Regions from separate parts of the Sus scrofa genome. Here region 2 is linked to region 1. A link is a contact called in public Hi-C data. All regions are on one chromosome and are shown on one strand. The core of a region is the stretch at or near the end of the contact, and the rest is flanking DNA. Distances in the headings are between cores, read along the strand shown.

The links. Hi-C and Micro-C count contacts between places; a contact is called where the count stands out from the background.
Region 2: a Hi-C map of epiblast stem cells shows a contact between it and region 1, with 2.8 times the contacts expected there. The contact joins the promoter of C6H19orf81 here to the enhancer-like site in region 1. A contact is called at or near these places in 1 of 5 promoter capture datasets (fetal liver) and 3 of 47 Hi-C or Micro-C datasets (embryonic fibroblasts, epiblast stem cells and fetal heart ventricle).

The regions. Positions count from the first base shown.
Region 1 is chr6:55,322,393-55,327,902 of Sscrofa11.1, forward strand. No RefSeq gene overlaps it. Among named protein-coding and RNA genes, the nearest start is that of EMC10, 8.8 kb to the left of the region's middle. Within about 2 kb of position 3,314, at least 19 of the 83 cell types and tissues checked have an H3K27ac peak or open chromatin away from gene starts, as enhancers often do. A contact at or near this core is called in epiblast stem cells and fetal liver, where this site is marked.
Region 2 is chr6:55,443,695-55,449,204 of Sscrofa11.1, forward strand. C6H19orf81 (putative uncharacterized protein C19orf81 homolog) reads left to right here and starts at 2,389. Exons shown (of 4, transcript XM_021094808.1): 1 at 2,389-2,637; 2 at 2,733-2,853; 3 at 4,561-4,700. The coding sequence starts at 2,516. It overlaps SYT3 (synaptotagmin-3), which reads right to left. Exons shown (of 14, transcript XM_021094805.1): 1 at 4,582-5,510.

The sequences.
Region 1 (5,510 bases), core at 2,064-4,563:
CTGGCGTCTAAAAGGGCAGAGCGGCCCAAGGAGGCGCGCCGCGGGCCCTGGTCTCGTGATCACTGGCTCGCTTTGACCCGTTGACGTCCCCTCGCGGGGAGTGACTGTGGGCACCAGCAGCCGGGACCGTGTATTCTTTCCCTCTTTGTGACAAAAGGAGAGCCTTCCGGGAGTGCACTGTCCCCCAGTCGCCGCTTTGCTCCTGCGGTCTCTTCTGCACACCTGTCCCTGCCAGGTTGAGAGTTGGGGCGCCACCAGAAAGAGGCCCAGAGCCCGCCCTCCGCTCTTGGACTTGGCGGTTCTCACGAAAGGCGCCTGTGACCGAGTTGAACCCCAGCCCCAGCCCCCAGTCCGCGGAGCCTGGCAGCGCTGTTGGTATTTTCTGAGACCTGTTGTTGTCCTTTGCTCAATGGCCGCGTTTATGTTTTTGAAATCTTGTGATTCACGGAATGTTGCGGAGACCTTAGCGTGCCCTCTCTGTCCTCCGTGCCCCTCCAGTCCTGCCCCGCAGGGGCTCACACCCCACCCCACTCCCCGGTGACAAGCCCCAGAGTGTCCCAGCCCCGCACTTGGCCTGGGTATTTTTGTGAGTGTGCCTGGTGTGTTGCACACCTGCTGGCATTGGGGGTTATCACTTTACCTGGTTTTTGTTTGTTTTGTGGCTTTAAGTCATCAGACGTGTCCCCGAGTTGCTCTAACGCGCACCTCTTTCTCCATCGGCGGGAAGCGGTGCCAGCTGCTGTCCCGCCTGCCGCCCAACTGTCTTTTCCTAGATTGCCCGGGAGATGTTCCCTGATGTTTTTGTGAATTTTGTCTCATTTGCAGTTGTGTTCTCCCTCTAGCCATTGGCTGGGCCATTTTGTTAGTTTTTTTTTTTAATGGCTTGAGATTTTAGGTCTTGATCCACCGGATACGTTCTGTCCTTTTTTAATTGCTCTCAGGCCGACGGTCACTCTGTGACGTGGTCTCATCAGTGTCCGAGCGGTGCGGGCCCCGGGGCTCTGTCGTGCTTCACAGTCTCCTCCAGTCCTTGCGGTCCCTCCAGAGCTCGGTCACTGTTCCTTTTTACTGCCCAGGGTAGCTGGGGTTGTAGCATGAACGTTGAAAGGTGCAGTAGCCTCCGAAATGGAGAGCCTTCCACCCACCCCAGGGGCCCTGGTCCCCTCAGTGGGGCAGCCTGAGTTTTCAGTCTCCCGTGTGCGTTGCTTTCGAGACTCTCCAGAAACAAGTGAATGTGTGTGTACGTGATTTTTTTGCCAGAATGCCTTGCCCCAGCTCCCCACCCCCACGCGACCACCCGACAGGGTTAGAGAGGTTTCCGTCTCTTGATCTTTTAGTTTCTGGCTGCCCCCGCAGCATGTGGAAGTTCCTGGGCCAGGGATTGAACCCGTGCAATAGCAGTGACCAGAACTGCTGTGGTGGTAGCACCAGGTCCTTAACCTGCTGAGCCACCAGGGATCTCTGGGAGATTTCCATCTCTGATCCAGACTGCATGCTCGTTCCACGACACAGCTGGCCCAGAGTGGATTTCATGGGTCCCGTTTTTTTTTTTTTTTTTTTTTCTTTTTTGGCTGCCTCACGGTGTTATGGAGTTGCTGGGCCAGGGTCAAATCTGAGCCACAGTCTCGACCCACGCCACAGCTGTGGCAACGCCGGATCCTTGTGCCGGCCTGGGGATCAAACCTGTGTCCCAGTGCTCCCAAGATGCCACTGATCCTATTCGCCACAGCGGGAACTCCTGTGGGTGCCCTGGTGATGGGCCTCTGTGTTGTTCCAGGCAGCACTGTGGGAAGCCCCATGTGCCTGTGTCATTTCCCACACATGCGCGTGTCTGCAGGACCCAGCACCAGAGGGGCCCCACTTCACCCCCCCTTCCCCCCACCCCGGGCGGCGGCAGCAGCAGCTCCATCCCTCCTTCCTCTCTTTCCCCACTGAGCCACCCTCATCCTCTCCCTCCTGCCCCGCCCCCAGCCCCACCCTCTGGTCTAAGACAGGAGAGCCCCTGCCAGGTAAACGCTCAGGTCCTGCCCCTCCCCTTGGATGCCCTTCTTTGCCCCACAGAATGTCACCTGTTCTGTGGCACTGAGGAACCTCCCCTCTGCAAACCTAGGGTTCCTTGTTGTCATTTGGGTATATTTAAAACAGTCTCTGGTGGCTCGGAGTTAAGGATCCGAGTTGTCACTGCTGTGGTTCAGGGTTCTTTTTTGTTTGTTTTGCTTTTTAGGGCTGCACCTGTAGCATATGGAAGTTCCCAGGCTAGGGGTCGAATTGGAGCTGCCAGTCTACACCACAGCCACAGCTACTCAGGATCCGAGAAGCATCTGTGACCTACAGCACAGCTCATTGCAGCGCCGATCCTTAACCCACTGAGCAAGGCCAGGGACTGAACCCGTGTCCTCATGGATGCTAGTCGTGTTCATTACCGCTGAGCCACAAAAGGAACCCCTGTGGCTCAGGTTGGATCCCTGGCCTGGGAACGTCTGCATGCCGTGGTTGTGGCCAGAATAAAAATTTTTAAAATAGTTACTTGATAAGCAACCTTTTACCTTTTTTTTTTTTTTTAGGGTCTTACCTGTGGCATATGGAGGTTCCCAGGCTAGTGTGGAACTGGAGCCACAGCCACAGTAACACGGGGTCTGAGCCACATCTGCAGCCCACACCACAGCTCACAGCAATGCTGGATCCTTAACCCAATGAGCAAGGCTTTAAAGAATGTTTACCACTCCGAATTGTGTGTTGCAGCAGGTAGCTCCTGGAAACAATTCTAGAGTTTTCTGTGTTAGGCGTCCTAGGGGAGACTCGGCGAGGCTTGGGGCCTGTCAGCCCTTTACCTCTGCTTGCACCCACCCTCCATTTCTGAAGGGAAACTCAGCGTGGCCCCACTCCTACAGGTAGGCTCCAGGGCAGCAAGTTTTGAAACCATATCCCACTCGCCCTTTCCCACAGCGGTCACCGCGTTTCTAGGGCGGCGGGAGAGCGGAGCTCGACAGCAAACGCTCGCGCAGCTGGAGGTTTACGCCGGCGACCAAGCAACTTGCCGAGTACCGTGCTTACGTACTGGTTAAGGGACAATCTTTAATGTTTCCAGAATTTTGCAGATCCTGCCTGTCCCCTTCTCCCACCAGCAGCCTCTCCCCAGCCCCAGGCAGGGGCCTCTCTCTCCTGTGCACGATCCCGGGTCTGCGGGAGCTCGGCTGCAGTTTCCTCCCTTGCCAGTAGGTGGCGACGGAAGCCCAGCCGGGCTGAGAACGCTGCTCCTGCAGGTCCGTGCGGTTCCCTGCAGGGGGCGCTGGCGGTCCTTGGCCAAGGTCGGGGCTCCCGCGAAGCCTCTGTCCCGGCGGATGCTGGTCCTCGGGACCGCGAGGCGCCTGGTTTTTATCGGCGAAGTGGGGGTCGGGCGAGGTCCTCCCTGCGCTGCGGTGCTTCTCGCTGCGGGAGGGAGAGGGGAGGGGGAGGCGGTGGAGGGGCAGAAGGCAGGCCGCCCCCTTCTCCGCAAGTTCAGACGCGAGTCCAGGGGTCTGCAGAGCCGCGGAGGGGCCAGGGCCTGGCCCCGCCACTTACGTGCTGTGTGCCTCTGGGCACTGTGCTCCCTGCCTCTGAGCCTGCGCCTTGCTTCCCTTCCTTGGACCCGGGGCCGGCCCGGGCCCTTCAGGCGGTGTCCAGGGTCCGGGACACGCAGAAGAGAGAGAAAATGGGGGTCAGAAAGGCCCGTCCAACTCGGGGACTCTGGCTCGGCAGCCCGGCCCCAGGGTGGACGGAGCCCCGAGGGCGAGGGCGGGCGAGGGAAGGGGGGTCTCCGGAGACAGGGCGAGGGCGGGCGAGGCGGGGAGAAGAGAGGACGGGGAGCGGGTGACAGAGGCCGGGAGGGGCCTGAAAAGAGAGAAGCCCGAGTGGGAAAGAGGAGCCCGAGGGACGGGGAGCGACGGACGCCAGCGCCGGGCGGGGGGCGGCACCCCCAGGGCACGGGCCGGGGTGGGGGGTGGGGGGCGACGAGGGAAAGAAAAGGGGGGAGGAGCCGCGGCCAGCGTGGGAAGGAAGGGGGCCAGAGGCCGGGACGGAGGCCGAACCCCGAGAGGGGAGCAGGGAAGAGCCCGGGGGTTTTGAGGAGAAAAGGAGGGAGCTGGAGGGGAGAGGGGAGGAGGGAGCGGAGGGGCGGAGGCCGCGGGCAGAGAGCCGGCGTGTGAACCGGGCGGGTTCCGAGACCCCCGGCGGAGGAAGGGCCGGAGAGGAGGGAAGGATGCCGAGAAGGCGGCGAGGGCGGGTGGGCGGCTGAGCGGGGCGAGAGGAGGGGCGGGGAGACCGGGAGCTGGGGGTAGGGGTTGGGGGTGCCGCCTCCCGGGTGAGCACGCGCCCTTCCAAGTCGCGGGACCGTGTCCCCGTTTAATCAGGAGCTGCAGGCGGACGCCAACGTGCAGCCGAGCTCCCAGGCCCTAAACTGCGAAACAGACATCACAGGACCGTCTGTGCCAAGGCAGGGGGCCTCCCGAGCTGGGCCGGGGGACGGGAATAGGGGGCTGCAAACCCCAGGTGGGGGGTGGGAGGAGAGACAGAGGCAGTGGCCAGGGAGGGGCAGAGGGGATGGATGAGGAGGAGGAGTAAAAGAACTCACTGAGAAGGAGTTCCCGTCGTGGCTCAGTGGTTAACAAATCCGACTAGGAACCATGAGGCTACGGGTTCGATCCCTGGTTAAGGATCCCTGGTTAAGGATCCGCCACTGCCCTGAGCTGTGGGGTAGGTCGCAGACGCGGCTCGGATCCAGCGTTGCTGTGGCTGTGGTGTAGGCCGGCGGCTATTACAGCTCCGATTCGACCCTGGGAACCTCCATATGCCGCGGGTGCCGCCCTGGAAAAGGCAAAAAAGACACACACACAAAAAGAGGAGGGAGCGCGAGGATACGAAGGGAAAGCAGATGGAGTCAAGAGGAGAGGCGACGGGAGGAACAAAGCGAGGGGAAGGGGACCCCGAGAGCACAGGACCCTTCGCGCCCTCCGGAAGGGCCTGTCCCCCACTCCCCGGGGCATCACTTGGGGGACAAGTGGGTGGGAGCAAGGAGAGGGAGAGCAGAAAGGCTTCCAGAGAGACCCCGAGCACAGGCGACGAGCAGGGGAAACAACGGGAAGCAGGGAGGGAGGAGTGCCTGAGAGAGAGGGGCGGGGGGGAGAGGAGGAAGCTCTGAGAAGCAGGTCGGAAGGCTGGTGAGAGGAAGAGAGAAAAGCTGTGAGCAAGTGGGTTGGAGACAGACAGCTGGACGGGTGATAGAGACGGACCCGCGGGGGGGACACGGAATGACAAGACAGATGCGCGCGAAGGAAACCAGCACACAGGGTGCGGGAGATGCCTGTGGGAAGCCGGCGTGCAAGTCACAGAGCAGCCACAGGGCAGAGGAGGCAGAGCGGAGGAGAGAATGCAGAGGGAGGGGGAGAGAAGGGAGAGAAACCATGAGGCCAAGGAGGGAGGAGACCCTGGAGCCCGCCTGAGCCTCAGTTTCCCTGGCTGCCAGTTGGGGGGGT
Region 2 (5,510 bases), core at 1,139-3,638, 120 kb after region 1:
AGAGGAATCAGGAAAGCAGGCTTTGCTCTGGATCTGAGGCTGGCAAGAAGCAGAGGCAAGTTCATGATGCAGGAGGAAAGAACAGCACTAATACTGGCGGAGAAAGAAGCGTCGGGTCTGAGTAAGACCGGGGGCTATGTGCTGGGGTTTGTGGTTTGGGCTGAGGCCATGTCTTGTTGGGTTGACACTTGACTCCAGAATGGGCTTAATTTTTTTTTTTTTTTTTTTTTTTTTTGCCTTTTCTAGGGCCACACCTGCAGCATATGGAGGTTCCCAGGCTAGGGGTCGAATCAGAGATGTAGCCTCTGGCCTACACCACAGCCACAGCCACAGCCACATGGGATCCGAGCTGCGTCTGCGACCTACACCACAGCTCGTGGCAATGCCGGATCTGTAACCCACTGAACGAGGTCAGGTATCAAATCCGCAACCTCATGGTTCCTAGTCGGATTCGTTAACCACTGAGCCATGACAGGAACTCCCAGAATGGTCTTAATTTTATCTTGCTCCATTGCTATCACGGGGTGACCTTGGCTGCTGTGGGTGTTCTGTGACGTTCCTTAGGTCCAATGAGGACGCCAGGGTCTGGCTGGGGCTGCCACACCAGCTCCTGGCTGGCAGCAGCTACTTTGTTTTTTCTTTTTTCTTTTTTTTTTTTTTTTTTGTCTTTCTGCCTTTTCTAGGGCCGCACCTGCGGCATATGGAGGTTCCCAGGCTAGGGGTCTAATAGGAGCTGTAGCCGCCAGCCTTTGCCACAGCCACAGCAATGCCAGATCCGAGGCACATCTGCGACCCACACCACAGCTCACGGCAACACCAGATCCTTAACCCATTGAGCAAAGCCAGGGATCGAACCTGCAACCTCATGGTTCCTAGTTGGATTTGTTAACCACTGCACCACAACGGGAACTCCTGTTTTTTCTTTTTTTGTTGTTTTGTTTTTTCCGCCACAAAGAGACCCCAAAACTCAATGGCGTTAGGAAACTGGTTTATTCTCTCGTGTGATGGAGGCAGGTGGTCTGGAGGGGTGGGATATCTCAGCCCCATGAGAAGACACGGGGACCCGGGTTGCTTCCGCATCTCCAGCCAGGATGAAGCTGACTTGCTGCTACGTCCACATTCTGGTCCAACGGAAGGGACGCTGAGTCTAAGAGACTTTTTCTCTTAAGCAAACGACTCCAAAGTCGCATTCATCACTCCCGCTAGCACCCTTTGTGAGAACTTGGCCACAATTAGCTGCCAGGGAGACTGGGAACTATTGTCTCCAGCTGGAGAAACCTCTAGGATTGCAGAGGAAGGGGAAATGAATGATGCAGGACATCTGGCAGTCAGCCCTAAGAGAGACTGGTGAGCTGACCGGGGGTGGGGGTGGGGTGGAAAGAGCCCAGATCTGAGAGCTGTTACCAATCAATCTGGAGGCCAGTTCTGAGACTGCTGGAAAAACCACAGACTGGATTGATTGATTTTTTTTTCTCTTTTGTCTTTTTAGGGCTGCACCTGCGGCATATGGAGGTTCCCAGGCTAGGGGTCCAATTGGAGCTACCTACACTTGCTGGTCTACGCCACAGCCACAGCCATGCCAGATCTGAGCTGCATCTGTGACCTATACCACAGCTCATGGCAACGCTGGATCCTTAACCCACTGAGCGAGGCCAGGGATCAAACCTGCAACCTCATGGTTGCCAGTCAGATTCGTTTCTGCTGCGCCACGATGGGAATACCCACAAACTGGATGTAGCTGCTGCTGCCTTGACGAAGCCAGGCTGGGGGGATTGGAATAGGAAGCAAAAGGGGGCAAAGTTCTCTTCCTCCTGCTTTTCAATCTCCCTCTAGCACCCCCTTTAGGCAGAACCTAAGAGGACCCCAACTCTTGGAGCAGCAGTGGGGTTGGGGGAGCTCCCTCCATGGCTCAGTGGTTAACGAACCTAAGATCCATGAGGTTGCAGGTTCCATCCCTAGCCTTGCTCAGTGGCTCAGTGGGTTAAGGATCCCGCATTGCTGTGGCTGTGCTGCAGGCCAGCAGCTGCAGCTCCAATTTGACCCCTAGCCTGGGAACCTCCATATGCCGTGGGTGCAGCCATAAAAAGCAAAAAAAAAAAAAAAAAAAAAAAAAATTCAAATGGTGTTGATAGAGTCCCAGCACTCTGGGTGGAGGTGGGAGGAGTTTTGAGCTGGAGACAGCAGCTTAATAATTGGCATAAAATCTACGGGGTTGGAGGTTGAGGCAGGGATGGGGGCAGTTCCCATTGCGGCTCAGCGGTGCCTGTTGGATCCCGGCCTTGCTCAGTGGTTTAAAGATCCAGCGTTGCCATGAGCTGTGGTGTAGGTTGCAGACGAGGCGTGGACCTGGCGTTGCTGAGGCTGTGGTGTAGACCGGCAACTACAGCTCCAATTTGACACCTAGCCTGGGAACTTACATATGCTGCAGGTGCCGCCCTGAAAGACAGAGGGCAAAAAAAAAAGCTATCTCAGGGGCAGCATGGACAGCACCTGGTGATGCCATCTAAGCAGAATCATGTGTGAGAAGGGCTCAGGGCAGCTTATACTGGGTTTTCCATCCCCAGGAGGCCTCCTTGTGGACCTAGAGACCCCAGCGGAGACTCAGGCTTGGAGCCAAGGCAGACCCATCAAATCCTCGTGAGTGGACCCTGGCCTCGTGATTTCCAACCTCAGCTCTTCTGAGCCGGCAGCAGCCCTTGACCTCAGGAGGTCCCTGTGTGCTGTCTTCCCAGGAAGCAGTACCTGCGCCAGGTCATTGCAGAATATGAGGCGCTGGACCGAGAGCTCCCGTGCATCCGCAAGTTTCCCATGCCGCCTGCCTCGCAGCCCCTCTGTCTGTGCATGGAGACCTCAGTGAGTGGACCCTCCACCCCCACGACCCCAGGTCCCCGCAGGACGTGGTGATGGGAAGGGCAGAGCCTTAGAAGCGATGATGGACACAGGTTGCATCCAGGCTTTGAGGCTTATCAGCTGGGGGCTCAGCACCAGGATGAGTGACTGAATATTGATTGTGAATGGGGGGGGGGAACCCATCGTCATCTTTATCACTGCTGATCCCAGAGGGGGATTGAGAGGCAGAGTGAGGGAAGACTGAAGACAGAGGGAGTCTTGCTAATCCACCTACTATGAAATTCTGTAAAATGTACAGATATTGTAAAATCTCATTTTCTTTTTGGCTATTTTAGGGCTGCACTTGCAGCATAAGGAAGTTCCCTGGCTAGGGGTCAAATCGGAGCTGTAGCCACCGGCCGACGCCACAGCCACATGGGATCTGAGCCACGTCTTCGACCTACACCACAGCTCAGGGCAACGCCAGATCCTCAACCCACTGAGTGAGGCCAGGGATCGAACCCACAACCTCATGGAACCTAGTCTGGTTTGTTAACTGCCGAGCCATGAAGGGTGCTCCTAAAAGTCCATGTTTTTGAGAGATTCAGTGAAATGGTTATTTGGTGTGTGAATCCTCTGACCATTCCTGGCTCAGTCAGTGAAGGTATCTAGTGGGTTTTCACCCATTTGAGAATTACATGAGGCTTGCTAGGCACAAACCTCAGAGGTGTTCCCGCTAACCCGAACCCTAACCCTGACTTTATCCCAACACAGGGATCACTGTTGTTCTTTCTTTTCTTTTTAGGGCCGAACCTCTGGCATATGTAAGTTTCTGGGCTAGGGGTGGAATCAGAGCTGCAGCTGTCAGCCACAGCCACAGCCACAGCCATGCCAGATCCAAGCTGCACCTGTGACCCATGCTGCAGCCTGTGGGCAAAGCTGGCTCCTTAGCCCACTGAGCCAGGCCAGGAGTCGACCCCACATCCTCATGGATACTAGTTGGGTTCTTAACCCGCTGGGCCACAAGGGGAACTCCCCACTGTCTTTCCTTTAGGGACCAGTCCCCACCCCATTGCTCCTCTCCTTGTGGCTTTGAACCTGAGACACTCCCTCCCTCAATACACACACCCAAGGCTTGGCTTCCTGGAGATGACCAACTTTGTTTCTCGGCAATGTTACATTGCCTTCGACATGGTAACCTCAGACTGAAAATGTGGTTAGTATCAATGTGTGTTTCTGAATGTTAAATAGATTGAGAAGATGTCAACACCCATCTTTATTTTCTGACAACAGTCCTTAAAATGCTAACATGACTATAAAAGGAAAAAGTTTACAGCTTAAATCCCTGGCAGAAATCTTCAAGAGCTGCCAAGAGCTCACCAGCCAACGCAGGTTGCCGGAAGAGTTTTCAGTAGATTGATAGAGTTAGCCAGATTGGTGAATCATTCAGCCAACTGTTCATTGACTTTTGGCAGATCGGCTTGATGAGAAATGATTTTTTAAGACCATGACCTAGAATGACAGTGGATGTCTTTCTCCCTGAAGGGTTCCTATCCTACTCACTCTGGCAAAAGGAACAAGATCCTGGGATCAAATGTGATTCTTGCCCCTCAAAAGCCACCTGGGACTCTGGCAGGCTCTCCAGGTGGGGCCTCGGGTGTGGACTTCTGAAGCCGGGTGTCACGGGCTGAGGCTCTTTCTCCGACCCCCCTCCCCCCACCCCCGCCCCAGCCGGAAGAGGACCTTACCCACCTGGAGGTGCTGGAGGCGCTGGAGGCCGAGTTACCCGGAGCCATGGAGAGCGGGCGTGTGAGCAGCATCCGCTTTGAGAACATGAACGTCATCTGCGGGACGGCTGGGCGCCGGGACCGGTGAGCCCTCAGCGAGCGCAGGGTTTGGAGCTGAGCGGAGGAGCAGGACCGCGGCGAAAGCCACGATGGGGCAGGGCCGGGGCTGAGCCCAGAGAGTTGGGAGGGGGCGGAGTCGCCTGCTGGGCGGGGCCGAGGCTAATAGGAGGGGCTGGCGGACCACAGGCCAGCGAGGGGCGGGGCGGGGAAGTGCAGGCAGGCAGAAGGCGGGGCCTAACGCACCCGGAGAATGGCGCGCTGAGTGTAAAGGGCCCGACCCCGCCGAGAGCAGGTGCGACGAGGGGGTGGAAGAGACCGTAAAAGATCTGGAGTGAGGAACCAGACTTTCAGTGACCCAGGGGATGGGCAAGACTGAGGTGTGGGGTCGGAGCATTGGAAGGCAGCTCCGAGGGAGCGGAGCCGGGACTGGGCACCTTGCAGGGGCCCGGCCGGAGTGACTGGGCGAACCTGGAGTATCTAGTTGGGGGCGAGGCCAGGAGATCTGGGACAGACCTGAAAGCCACCCTGAAGGGACCCGGCCTGGAGCTGCTGGGTGAGAGTAGGACCCCCGAGCAGCAATTTAAAAAGATGGAGTCTCGACAGAAGCAGGCTGAGGGGGAAGACGGGGCCTAGACTGACCCAGGTGAAGGTCGAAGTACAGGCTAACCTCGGCGAGAGTGCAGAGCTGGAGAGGAGTTTTAGGGACGTAGTGACGGGTTGAGGGACTGGAGTCAGTAAACGAGCAGGGGCCAGGCAGGGCCTCTGACAATCAAAGGCAGAGCTGCGACCGTCAGCGGTTCCCCTCCCGTCTCCGCCCTGCCCCTCTCCTCCTGG